Linked DNA regions of Bicyclus anynana: region 1 is linked to region 2. The links are chromatin contacts, called in public Hi-C maps. All regions are on one chromosome and are shown on one strand. Each heading gives the region's core, a stretch centred on a gene start, on an enhancer-like site or on the middle of the called end of the contact. The rest is flanking DNA. Distances are from core to core; before and after follow the strand shown. Region 1 holds the start of LOC112046463. Region 2 overlaps LOC112046466 (rab GTPase-binding effector protein 1).

Evidence for each region. Hi-C and Micro-C count contacts between places; a contact is called where the count stands out from the background.
Region 1: a contact with region 2 is called in a Hi-C map of whole body, with 7 times the contacts expected there. The contact joins the promoter of LOC112046463 here to the enhancer-like site in region 2. A contact is called at or near these places in 2 of 2 Hi-C or Micro-C datasets (whole body and whole larva).

Annotation. Positions count from the first base shown.
Region 1 is chr14:659,687-666,666 of ilBicAnyn1.1, forward strand. It overlaps LOC112046463, which reads left to right and starts at 3,492. Exons shown (of 6, transcript XM_052885660.1): 1 at 3,492-3,973; 2 at 5,336-5,490; 3 at 5,557-6,980. The coding sequence starts at 5,392. All of the region lies in intron 1 of LOC112046466 (rab GTPase-binding effector protein 1), which reads right to left. It overlaps LOC112046477 (protein-S-isoprenylcysteine O-methyltransferase), which reads right to left and starts at 2,852. Exons shown (of 5, transcript XM_024083104.2): 1 at 2,508-2,852; 2 at 1,301-1,559; 3 at 457-566. The coding sequence starts at 2,708.
Region 2 is chr14:617,928-625,128 of ilBicAnyn1.1, forward strand. LOC112046466 (rab GTPase-binding effector protein 1) reads right to left here. Exons shown (of 16, transcript XM_052885662.1): 2 at 2,171-2,221; 3 at 1,992-2,102; 4 at 1-15. The coding sequence starts at 2,216. It overlaps LOC112046471, which reads right to left. Exons shown (of 4, transcript XM_024083094.2): 4 at 4,636-5,443. The coding sequence ends at 5,121. Among protein-coding and RNA genes, the nearest start is that of LOC112046471, 33 kb to the right of the region's middle. Within about 2 kb of position 5,279, at least 8 of the 8 cell types and tissues checked have open chromatin away from gene starts, as enhancers often do.

The DNA.
Region 1 (6,980 bases), core at 2,242-4,741, 40 kb after region 2:
GCTTGACAGCTGATAAAACTGATTGTGTGGTGTCAACTCAATCAGACATAAAACATTGTCTTTTTGGATTCGCGGCGCATTGGTGGTAGCGCCGCGAATCAAACGCCTAAAGTCTCACAATTCACCTGCTTACTGATTACAGACCCAAAGAGAGATAAAATAAAAAAATAAAACATTGTATAAAACATTTATACTGAATATCTGTACTCAATGAGTACTGGTAAAGTAGAAAACGAATGTATTTATTTGAAATTAAGTATTTTTTTTTTATAAAATGTCATTCAAAATAAATTAACTATATTATCTAATTGTTATATATTATTATTATTAGGAGTCAAATGACTAGCGATTTATACCCGCATTTTGAATTTGTTTGTTGGTATACAGTGCACCTTGAGTATGGCTGAGGTATAAAAACAATATTTTTTTATTTGATATTTAACCATATTTACTCACAAGATGATTAAAGTTAGTTTTGGCGGTGAACATGGCCATCTTCCTCAACACCTCCCCCACTATGCACATCACCACACCAATGTGAGAGAGCCAGAACACAGACTTCATACCTGGAACCAAGACCAATTGCCAATCAAAAAGTGTGATAGATTCTTCCTTCTGCTGATTTATGATCAATACAATACATAAATCAAAACAATACAATAAAGCATTGCACATTCTGTCATATTATTGGCAAGTGGCAGGACACAACATGATTGGTGGAAATGGACTTTGCTGATTTTGCTTTAATCAGCAATGGACTATGCTGTTTTTGTTGCAGACATAATTTTTTCATTGTCTTTAGCTATATTGGGTGATATTAAACATGTTCTATTATGTGTCTATAGATTTTTGTAACATAGATAACTCATTTTGCTTCATTTTGGACTTTGCAGTTTTTTAAACTAGTAGACTCAAATGCGGCAATAGATGAGGTCTTCTTTTACTTTTAGTTATTACCCTAATCATAGGCCTCTTAATATTAGCATCTCATTGAATGGATTTTAGCATCTTAGGATTACACTTTCAACAAAAACATTTTACTAGCTTAAAATTGAAGGCCAAATAAACTACAGAATGTTTTTAATACTTAGTTGCATTAGAATTGTATGTGTCCTTTATACCACTTATGACAACTAATACAAAGTTTTGATATAAGCACAGAATACATAATAATATATGTTACAAATTGACATTGCTTTTACTCTAATATACACTCAGCTAAAGCTAAGTGTGAATTATGTATGTGGTAGACCCTTAAAATACATTTTTTTAACAATAAATATAAGAAAAGTACTTTTACCAGGAAAGAAGTAATTCTCAATGGCAGCTTCAACCCAACTGGATATAGCAGCAATCCAATATTGCACACTGTGATTCAATATGAATGAATCCACTGACAGCGTTTTAGGGTTAGTCAGAGCTACAGAGAGGAACTCTGAGAAGTGGAACATTGAGAATGCCATTGCATACAGTCCGAATATGTGGTAGCTGGTGTGAGAAATAGCAAAATAGAGCCCCGTCGCAAACACTGACCCCAGGAATGCAGACCTCACTGCCACCTGTAAGAATATAACAGATTTTTTAAATAATTTATGTGTACCAGTCCTTAAATGCCAGAAATAGTTAATTAAATAATTTACAAACAACATTTTAATTTATTAAACAGGCAGTTTGCAGCTACATTAGTCTAGGCTATGTGAATGAGCATTTTAAGCTTTTGGTCCTAGTTATTAACATAATATTATGATAGTAATTCACACACGCACATACACATATGCAATTTATGTTATGTTTTGTTTTAAGTTTTAGTTATACCTACTATGATTAATTTTAAATAATTTTTCATTACAACTTGTTATGGAAGAGTGGAGCAGAAGAGTGTCACAGGAGTTTACGATTGTTAAAAGAAGACTCTAGCCTATTTGTATAAGAATTATTAACATAGAAATGAGAACTTCAAAAACCACTTCAGTTAAACTTATTGTTAACTTTTAATATTACACAAACATTAAGCTACTTATACAGCATGAGCGAAACTCATACTCCACTCTGAAATTGCAACTTACAAAACTATACAGATACTATAACTTTGCTGTTTTTTTCATTGAGCAACCATGAGCTTTGTGTAAGTGGATTACAAGTTGAATGCAGACTATAACTTGCTAGATAAGTATTATTTTGTAAGAAAAGTTATATAAAAACAATTATATTGAAAATAAGTTTAAATCTGTGCGATTATATTTAAATCAGAAGTCAATAATATAAAATAGAGAGTAAATATACAACGTTTTATATTACTTAACATAAGTGACTTGTTATAAAAAAACGGTAATACCGATGTCAGATTGATGACCATATTAGGCCTCCAAAAACTGTTAAAACTTGTATCAAAATTAATAATTTAACCAACTTTCAGTTTCCATACAGAAAACAACTATTCTTCACAAAACGTCGTGTTTTAGTTAAGTTGCAGTGTTTATTGCGAACTAATTGGATCTATTACTTACATCATATGTGAAGCCTTTTAAGGAGTATCGTAGAGCGAAGTTGAATAGACAGAAGTAAAGCCCCGGGCCCCAGTACGTTAGCGCCCATAGCTCGAAAGTATATCCGAGAACGCTGGAGGAAAACAGTGAAACAGTAAATACTAGGCAAGATAAGGAGAAACACAGTATAGCGTTCTTGGCGGCGGGATCCGTGTTACTCATTATTATCTGGCTAGATGGTAAAATGGAATAGCATAAATTGGTATCGATTTTCAAATTAACTTTTAATTTATTAAAAGTCCGAAAAGGCAAATTGCAAATTTTAAGGTTTTGAATTTGTTATTATTTTTATTTTTTTGACAATGACATTGACATCAATCAGGCCGTCTAGGGGTGCTCGTATCTATGTGTCTCTCTCGATTATCAGCGATGTTCGATGATCGTTGTACGGAAAAACATAGATGCATAGCAACTATACGAAAAATATCCTAACATAGATTTAACGGAATCAATAATCGATTATCAATGGTACTCACGGCCTCACGCGCGACTAATGCAAATTACGAAACAAATTATGAACTCATTCACAAATACAGGTTTCGATTAAAACATCGATAGTTTTCAAATATCGACATCCCTAGCCCAGACCACAGAGTAGGACGGATCTGTAAATTACATCTTTAATCTTTGTTTTGTGCTTGTGCACTTCTATCTACAGATACAGATTCGACTAACGTTTTATACTTTGACATCTATGTATCTAAGTTTTAAAGTTGTGATAAATAAAAAGTGTTAGTGGCCCATAGAGTAGAATGCAGGCCACTAACTTGAAAATTAAATAAAAAGTTCATGTAACATGGCTTGTATTATTTGTTTTGTAGCGTAAAGTTGCTCGCTAATTAAGATGTAAACCACAGACCACAAATGAAGATGTAAACACCATAAATAATGACGTGTCGTCTTGACATTCACAACATACTTTGTCTATGATGTCTATGGCATTGTTTCGATTCCGATTTTTACAAAGTAAACATTGGTAAACATTTAAAAATTCAAAAATTCAAGTGTTATTATGTCATTTCTATGGTTTGCTATGAAATAAAAAACTTGATGCCGAATGTTGATAACAAAACTTAATTAAAATAGCATAAGATGTAAATTTTGATGCATATTTTAAATTATTTTACCCGGCTAATTACGTATCTCAGCTCTCCATGACAACATCGTTTTGATTCGAGTTTCGTGTTCCCAATTTTCTTTTCTCCGGATATTGGTAGATTCTACCTTGCTAATGTTTAATTTCCTTAGTGGTCGGATATGAGGTTTATTGAGGCAGCTTATGCTTAGAATGCGGACTGCGAAATCTGCATCGGGATCGTGAGGTAATCGACGCAATGAACGATCCGTGGGACGTAAAATCGGTGAGGCAATCAAACCAGTACATGTCCTGCATGAAGATAAATGGGGTGCCACTCCTGCCGCCAGTTGTAAGTTTGTTATTTTATTCTATATTTAAAATATAACAATTCGGTAATAGTACGCCTTATTTGTAATTTCTGGAGCCACTCCTCGCCTCGCCACTCCCTTCTGTGGTGTCTCCACACTTAATATGACAAAAAAAGGGTGGATAAAGAAATTATTCATATAAGTTCTTAAATATGGTGCTGTATTTGTTGAAGCATAACACCAAATATCAAGGGACCCTCACACTATACCATCATTTGTTTGCTTGTTAAGCAATAAGCCTTGAACAATATCACCCTTTGGTTGTATGACTTGGTAATAGGAAAGAGTTATTGATTAGAAATAGGTATTTTCATAGAAATTCATGATGAATTCATTTATTTTTCTTTTCTTACTATCTTTTGTCTTGATTGACACCTTAAAATTGAACATTGTAGTGTGAACATCTGAAAAAAAAACTGGTTTTGTTGTGTAGAGATTTTTGGGGTAAAGTTGGCATTGCATTATGGATTTATTGCTTTTTTTGACAAAGTATAGTAAAATAAGTAGGAAATTTATTCATCATTCATTGATTCTTCACTTAAAAGATATAATGAGTAAATAACTAGATTTACTTGTATCAGTATATTCATAGTTGCATTAGATATGCATAGTGATTCACTCACTTGCAGGCTAGTTACTAGAACATTTGCTTTGTTCAAGAGCAATTCTAATTAGAATTATGAAACAATGTGCAGAGTTAATTTACTTCAGTGTGCATAGAAAATATTTACATAAAACTATTTATATTATTCTACACTCAGCCAATGCTCTCAGCATAAATTTGTGTGTAGTTGTTTGAGAATTATTTCTTGCTTGCTTGCTCTTTCTTAGGGTTATTTTAAGACTGTGATATATCTTAAAATATTCATTAAAAGCAGATAATGTCAAGGAAAATTATTAAGGATTAATAATTAAGTTTATAAAATACATTTACAATTACTACCATTACAGAAGCTTCTAAAAATAAATTTCTTTTCTGTTAATCCTATTAATCATAGTGTGATATATTATTCATTATATTACTGCCTAATACATTATTATAGCTTTCTATTGATGAAAGAATTTTTCAAATTGGGTGGTTCTGAGTTTATTTGTTTCACAAATCCTTCCTCTTTATAATATTAGTGTAGTTTATTTAATTTAGTTTTTCTTTCTAGTTTACCTTTAAAAATTGTCATAATTTTACATAAAATGTTTTAATATTTTATGTAAAAAGGTTCTTCTGATGCAGTCAATTACAGGAACCAATTCATAATAAAAAATTTATTAGTTAGCAGAACAGTGACAATTTAAAACTACTCATTTTTAATAATATTGGTTTCTTTTTTCATTCTGTTTTTCAGTTAGTCTATGTATAAAAATATAAATATATACTGCAATAAATTATATTGTATGTATTATGTGCCTCTTTTCAAAAAGCTTGCAAGTAATTATACATTGGATTCTGTTTAAGCTTTACTATAAATTGCAAAAGATTCTATTTCCAGACCATATGAAGGTGAATTATTTTTCAATGTTGTTGTAATTGTTTTGAAACTATCAAAGCTAATCAAAATCTTTGCAGTTGTCAAAAGAATGTCGCAAAGAGATGCAGTACTACAAACTACTTGCAAAAGAAGTGGAAAAACGAATACAAACCCTCAAACCGTTAATTTTTGATACTGATACTGAGTCAACTGAGGATAAAACTGACGCTCCTGACCTCCCTGAATCAGAGCATAGTTATGAGCTATCTCAAGATGACATTCATGGCAATTTTAATTGTAAAGCAGATAAAATAAAAACAGTAACCACAGAAAAGTGTCTTGATGATTGTGAAATAAGCAGAGTTCATCCAATAAGCAACACCTTTGATAACATCACTTCTAACTTATACACAGATACAGACAGCGCGTCATCTAAATTATCTTCCAAGTTCATGGTAGATCTCAGTTTCAGTATTAATGAAACTGGTAAAAATTTACTTGACAGTGTGACTAGTTCCCATGCACCTCCCAATGATTTACCTGAACGTGATTGCGACTATAATATAAAAGACCAAAAAGAAATTATCTACAATGATAACAATAACGGATTTGATAGCACTCTTAAAGATGAGAGAATGAGCTTCAGCGTAAGTATTACTAAAAATGCTTTAATAGATCCAGCAACAGATATACATTTCAACCATGATGGCCCCTCTTCCCTAAGTTCTAAAAGCTTTACTGGTTCTTTGAATGAAATTCATATAGAAAGCTTAAAAGATACTCAGGCACTACCTTTAGTAAGACAAAGGTCTTATACTGTTTTAAAACCAAGTCCTATGCTTCTTGCACATTTAGAAGTGCAATCAATGAATACAGGAATAGAAGTGACATCAATTTCTATGAGTGAATCTTTATCCAACATTAGTAGTACATATAAAAAACGAAGAAGTTGGGACCTAGAGTCTGCTAAAAAGAAGTGGTCTTCAATGGCGTTAGAACTAAAGAAAACAATTAAGAGTGATTCTAAAAGTGCTCAGAATGCCAAAACTGAAGCTGCGTATTCCGTTAAAAAAACACCATCATCCACTAAAGCGAAATCATTGTCACAAGAGCGACAAAAGCGGACTCCACCCAAAAGCGTCAATAGATCTGAACCAATACGGAAGACAAAGAAGAGTCCAGTACAAAATTCGCCGACAGCTCAAAATACCTCTAAGACACCTACTCAAATTATAGCCAGTAACAAAAATGCGACTGAATCTAATAAACAAAAACTATTATCAGAGTCAGATGATCCAGCGACGCGTGTTAGAGAACTATATGATAAAATCCAGAAACAGCAACTTATTCAAATGGCCAATTTGGTAGAAAAACAGAAGAAAGAGCAAATGTTACTGCAGCACGTTTTCGAAGAGCAGAACAATTTGCTGTTCACCCAATTGAAGACAATCTGTCCCAAATCTCCGAATGAAGTAAAAGAAGCTTGGGTCGACAAAAACAGAGCTACGACCGATCGAGGACC
Region 2 (7,201 bases), core at 4,029-6,528:
GAGAGCGCAGGTCCTCTGCAAATGTAATGTACAATTGTACAGTAGTTCAGACATGAAGGATGTAGACTGAGATGTATTCTGACTTTGACTATAGCTAATTACTGTTTTTTTTACAGTAATACTTAACAGAATAAAGCAGTATATCTACCTTATGTTAAGTGGTAAGCCATCTCCTGGTAAAGATCTTCATGTCACAGGATATGTGCATTATGTTAATATTAATATATATGCTCCCGACCGACTTCTCTTTCACAGCGGCTAATCTCATGGTTAGATTAACCATGTACGCAGGAAATATTATAGTGTACAAGTGTGCTAAAGCACAGGAGCAATCTCTCTTCCCTCACTCTTGAAATCCAATGGGACGTCAAACCGACACAACCAGTGAGAGATCAGGCGCAGGACTGACAGCGTTATGTGCTCTCCAAGGCGTGGTGGTGTACTAACACCGCTAACTTCCCAACACCAGGCTGCTATTAAGATTTTTCTTGTAAAAATCCCAATAACCTATTTTTTTTTGTTGGCTTGGCCTGGGATTCAAACCCTGGACCTCATTGTCCGTAGCTGAACCAGATAACCACAGGATCAATGGAGAGTTGAATTCATTATGTTATACAATGTGTTGCCCTGCATCTGTACACCTGATAGACCTGCCAATTATGCAAAACAAATGCCCTTTATAACAAAACAAATATAATTTTGCTTGGCAGACAACATAGCCCTGGTATTTGTCTGAATCAGCTTGGTCACAAAGCTCTACTACTGCTAGTGTTTCAGAAGATCCTCCATTAAGCTGCTCAATGCAAAATTTTAGATATTGATTATATAGATTCCCCCATAGGGCACTGTTCTTTTGTCCCCAGCCTTTCAAATGATATTGATTTTTATTAATAGATCACATAAAACTACTTATTACAGTAGATTCTGACTAATCCAGCATGCTGCTTGCCTACCTTGCCACTCACAGCATATGCACTCTCATCATAGTCAACATTTGAACAAAAACAGCACTAAATCAAGGATTATTTCAAATGTAACTTGTTAGTTGTGAGTCATGTTACAGATTCTTCAGTATTCAAGTAGTTTAGCTTAAAGCTCATAGAGCATAGCAAGTCAATAGCTCAACGGTAAAGAGGTCAGACTCATCACTCAGAGGAGGTTGTTCGATTCCCACCCCATTTAACTATTGTTGTACCCACTCATTGTTAATATTATTAGGATTATCTACTAACCTATTAGGTGCGGGGATAGGGCCTGGTGTCTTGCAACACAGGTTTTGCACCCAGTGCGAGCACCAGTCCCCACATTATTAAATTATAATTTAACACAGTTATATTGTTGTACATATCATAATGTGGAGAAATTAAAAAAAAATTCACTCCTAATAGTCTCAACAACTAGTTGGAAGAGAAGGGGAATATTGATCATATTCATAAAAGATATGGCATATATTCTTTTTAAAAACTAAAAATAAGTTATTATTTTTGTGGTATTATGTTAATGACTCATTATTAACACAAATGGCATAAGTATGCTAAATTAAATTATTCATACCAACTATTTACTGGAATATAAAAACTTATTTTTGAACTTACACATAAGTCTCTATTATTAGAACTAATGTATACAGAAATTCAATACAGCACATAATATAATAACAATTTTGTGGTAATTGTTTGCTTTTAACCTTGAAAGTTATTTAAATTTATTTATACAAACAAGACCAATTTTAAGTGAATATAAACATATTTTAATGTGCTGATGACGAAAATCACTTAAATTATATTCTGTTACCAAATTTAGTGGGCTTATCTGGCAATAAGAAAGCAGTTGACAGGATGTGAACACAAAAATGTATAATATTTCAAATTGTAGCCTATTTGCATCTGCATCTAGCAGATAATTAGTCAATAAAACCATCTCAATAAAGAAGAATGTTATGTAAACACAAAGTCAATACATATACCCCAGTCCACCTGTCTCTTACACACCTTCTTTCTGCAGGAATAGTTCCTTCATCCTGGCTCTCTGCATGTTAAACTCCTCCTCGAGATCCCGCCGCGCAGATTCTGCTGCTGTACCATCCTCCGCCCCAGGCGCAACTTAAAACAGAAACACTTCTCAACTTCCTGCAGACAACATCAAGTATCGAGCACCGTTTACCACACACCTTTAGACCCAGCTGGCGCACTGGACGGATTGACTTGTTCGTCCATCGCAGTTATTTATTTCCCTTCTATCCTATTTGAAGCATATTTCTATGCACGATTAACGAAAAATCAAATTCTTGAAAACAAGACATTAAAAAATGTACGTGAGTGATCGTGAAAATAAAATTAATTATACAAACGCAGTGTTACCAACTCTCCAAAATATTTATCCCTAAAGTTGGTGTCAAAATCCCCTAAAATCGCCTTAATTATTGGGTTGTCCCCCTAAAAAATATAAATTCATAATAATTTAGAAATAATATGCTGTCATATGTTTTAAAAGTCTATAGTTAATACAGACAAAATACTACGTCTTTATCTGAAGATTCAGATTTTTTGAAATCATACATGTTGACAATGAACAAAGGACAATGCCAGACAATGTATAGAAGTTTGACCCACTAAAAAAAAATAATTTGCAACAATATATTATATATCATTTTATTGGATTTTTTGTACTATTAAACAAATATTACCTTTTAACCCTTTCTAACTAGGGGTATAAAAATAAATCCAAGTTGAAGTTTGATTTTAAGGTTAAGTATATGTGCAGTTTATTATGAAATAAATAACGATAAAGCGTCATGATTGGTTTTTTGTAAATACAGAAGCACTTAGCACATGCAATACATTACAAAAAAACGTGATTTTATTATTTTCAAAATAATTCGGAGTTGTGTATATTACGAGTTTTGATAGTTTGACAGTGTTATGACAGTTTATTTTTACATTTTGATCTGACTTCGCAGCTCTGGATTCTAGCCATTTTGAGCTTTTTGTTTGGGTCAGGATCTGGCATTCTCCTTTACCAATTTTTTTTATTCGATGAAAATGGCCTCCAATTGCCTCAGAGCGGTTGTAGAATAACGTATTATATGTCGTTATAAGTCGCTAGGCAAAAAGAAAAGTAGGCAGACCAAAGACCCGCTGGTGCGATGATATTGTCCAAATAGCAGGAAGGAACTGGCTCACTGACGCTAAGAATAGAAGCGAGTGGTATCGGCTGGAGGAGGCCTATACCCAATGAGGGGTCTTTACATAGAAACAAGACTAACACTAATTTACTAAAACTTACTCGTTTAACAGTTACGTTAACATACTAATATAAATAACATAATAATAAAAATATATATATATATATATTGTTAATGTTGTTAAAAATTATGTAAAACTTATGTAAGGATTAATAAAGGCTTTGAATTGAATTGAATTGAATAAGTCGCTAGGCCAAGAAAGAAATATTAAAATTATCATCAATTTAAAAATATTAAAGAGTCAAAAAATCCCTGAAAATACCCCTAAAAATTTCAGACCCCTAAAAAAATCCCATTTCACTTATTTGCCCCCTAAATCTGGGGGGAAAACCCCTAAGTTGGGAACCCTGTACAAACGTCATTGACATCACAGATTGACATTTTTGACGTATCTCGCCACAGATGACAAATGAAGTTTCTCGCACAGATGCCAGATGGTTAAAAAAAAAACTGCTATCACCTCAGACCAACCTTTATGACCTACCTCGCTAGAGGTTACCCTTCTGACAAAACTATATGATCATGATCTAACGTGTTCATACAAACTGCATCTTTAAAATAGATGTTTTGATGTTTGATTGTGTTAAAATTACACGAGTGTGTATTACGATTTAAAATTTATAGTTGTGTGTAGGACACAGGATAATATTTATTGTTGTTAAATATTTTTGTTATGCGAGTTTATCTCGTCTCCCTTAGAAAACGACAAACAATTTTCTTAGTGAATTTGAGCGCGGTCACAAACGGGAGTGAGATACAAGTCCATTTTACGGTAATTGGTCTGAGGTCATCAAGGATAACTTTTATTTATTTACGTGGCTTACAGCTTCAAGTTCTAACCTTTTCAAGCCCAAGTTTTTGTATAAACTAGGTTTAACGCCGGGAGATTATAGTCTTTTTTGAGCCTGTTAAAGATTACAAATGATTTCCTTCACAGATCCTAGGAATAAAGAACTACCTACAGATAAAACGAAAATTTTATTGAATCTGAATGAGAAACGGGTACAATACCCAAGTGCATATTTGTATGTTTTCTGTGATTATGGTATTTAGGAGTTGAGTAGATTAAGAAGAGATAAGTATTTATTGGGTTTAAATTTCTAACCGACCAATGAAGAAGGAGAAATATATAATTAAATATTTTAATACATTTAAATACAAATATTTTCCTTTAATCAATATATCAATACATATAAATAAAATTGAAGTGTCTGTCTCTTTCTGTTTGTCCAGGTTAAACTTTGGAACGGTTGGACAGATTCTAATGAATCTTTCACTCAAGAATAGAGGAGGTCATTAAACAACTTATAGGTTGTTTTATCCCAGAAAATCAATGGTTTCCGCGAGATTTGTGAAAGGAATTTCGGGCTAGCCAAAAAAAACGACATTAATTAATAAAATAAACAGTTGTATTTGGTACACCTTACATTATAATATAGCGATTCAATAACATTTAGTCATAGTCGTGCTATAATACTGTATGTATAAACGATCAAGTTCTTTTGAATAAGATTTTTGTGTTAATTATCTTAATTATGACAAATAAATAATTACTTCACTATTTTAAAATATATTTTGACTAATAAGTAGGTATGTGAAATGTTTAGCGCCATCATCTAATTATACAATAAAGAACAATTCAAGGCACAGACATATCACAGGTTTAACGTGTATTTTATCATTAATTAGTTTTATTATTCTTTACAAATTATTTACAGTTACATTTCACGCCAACACAAATATTTTCATTACTTTATAAATGCAAAAAATATACAGCGTTTCTATAAATCCGTGCAAATAACTAACGTAATTACTAGTAACAAGATGGCGCTATTTCACAAGTTTCACTAATTTGGCTACCCGACACTAGATGTCGCTAAAACCCTAACTTAGCATCCCTGAACCGTCTCCCCGATGTATAGTCTTCTAAGCACGGTACTTGAACTATATTGAAATAAATGTGGCCCATGAGCTGCGCGGCGGAGGTGTTGGTGGCCTTGAGGCAGTCGAACAGCATGTCGTCGCACGTGCAGTGCGACTTGCTGTAGAGCGAGTTGTTGGTGAGGTTGTAGCGGCGCGAGAAGGCGCGCACCTTGCTGGGGCACAGGTCGTGCGTGCGGCAGCAGCGGTCGAGCGGCCGGTCGGCGCCCAGGTCGTGGTAGTCGGCCGCTATGTCGCCCGTGCCGCACCACTTCGTGCCTGCGACAGTAATATCAAACATATTACTAGATAACCACAGATTAATCAATAATATACAGATGAAGCGTACGGAACACGACGATGTCGTACCCGTCACAAATACGAAATTCAAAAACGAATTCTCGAGTCAGTAGGTACCTCAATATATAATGTATCATCTATGGTAGGTACGACACAAAGCGTCGCGTCAATAATTTTCAATATTATTCAAGAAAAATGGCGGTTTATGTTTTTAAATATTTTAAAAAACTGTTTTCAAAAACTAAAGAAATAGGATGGAGTATTTTTTTTATTGGTAATTATTGATTATTATATTAATTTACGTACCTAATTGTTGAGCGTTAAATTTTGAAGTACAAAATTTAACGGTAGGAGGCTTCGGCCGTGGCTGGTTACCACCCTACCGACAAAGACCTACCGCCAGAAGAAGTAGAAACCGAAAGAGGTGTGAATTTTCATCCTACTCCTAACAAGTTAGACCGCTTCTGTTTTATTCGTAGATTGCATCGTCACTTACCATCAGGTGAGATTGTTGTCAAGGGCTAACTTGTAAAAAATAAAAAAAAAATCAACACCTCAATAGCTCCACGGTAAAGGGCCCGGACTCATCCTCGATAGGTCTCGGTTCGATTCCCACTGAACCGTTGTTGTACCAGCTTTTAACAGTAATTTCCGACTAGTTGGACGGGAAAGACATTTTTTAAAAGCTTTTATTTAACTTGCAATGTATGAATATATGTTACGGTGGATTCTTTGAACTCCATTTTTAAGTAAAAAAAAACATACACACAGCCGAACGTAGAACATCCTCCTTTTTGGAAGTCGGTTAAAAATAGATATCTTTTTTGGTCTATTGTTCGTGATCAGTCGAAGTATGAGCAGAGGAGTTATAGGATTTGTCGGTTAGAAACAACCTTCACGAGCGAGAGAAGCTCCATACATAGGTACAGGTAGGTATATGCCATATTATGTGGTTTCACCTCAAAATTAACAAAAGATGGAAAAATATGGTAAAAGATTTATCAGCGTAACCTCATTCTATTACGTAAAATATATACGAGTACTCATTACGGATGGATAACTCAACGGATATTATTATTATACTCGTTAACGTTATCGACCGACGCGTAAATTATCGAAATCGTTGACGCCTCAGCGAGTGGTTGTTTTCGCAATAGCACCGACGTTGCTGGTAGACATTAATTGCATCTTTCGTCACAGCAGACAATAGTGTAGGTATACTTGGTGTTCGCTTAGGTATACAGATACTGAAGCGATCGGTTTATGAATCTTGCCTTGTCACTGATATTCCAGCGCAATTTGACGGCCTCCGTGGCGCAGTGGTGCGGTGGATATACAAGACGGAGGTCCTGGGTTCGATCCCCGGCTGGGCAGACTGAGATTTTCTTAATTTGTCCTGGTCTGGCTGGTGGGAGGCTTCGGCCGTGGCTAGTTACCACCCTACCGGCAAAGACGTACCGCCAAGCGATTTAGCGTTCCGATACGATGCCGTGTAGAAACCGAAAGGGGTGTGGATTTTCATCCTCCTCCTAACAAGTTAGCCCGCTTCCATCTTAGACTGCATCATTACTTACCATCAGGTGAGATTGTAGTCAAGGGCTAACTTGTAAAGAATAAAAAAAAAAAATATTGCCCAATTATTGGTATGTATTGAGTCCTTAGTAGGCAGTGCATTTTTGCATCTATGAAGTGCACGCCACTGGCTGCACATCTTATATCCGTAGGAGCTAACATGCG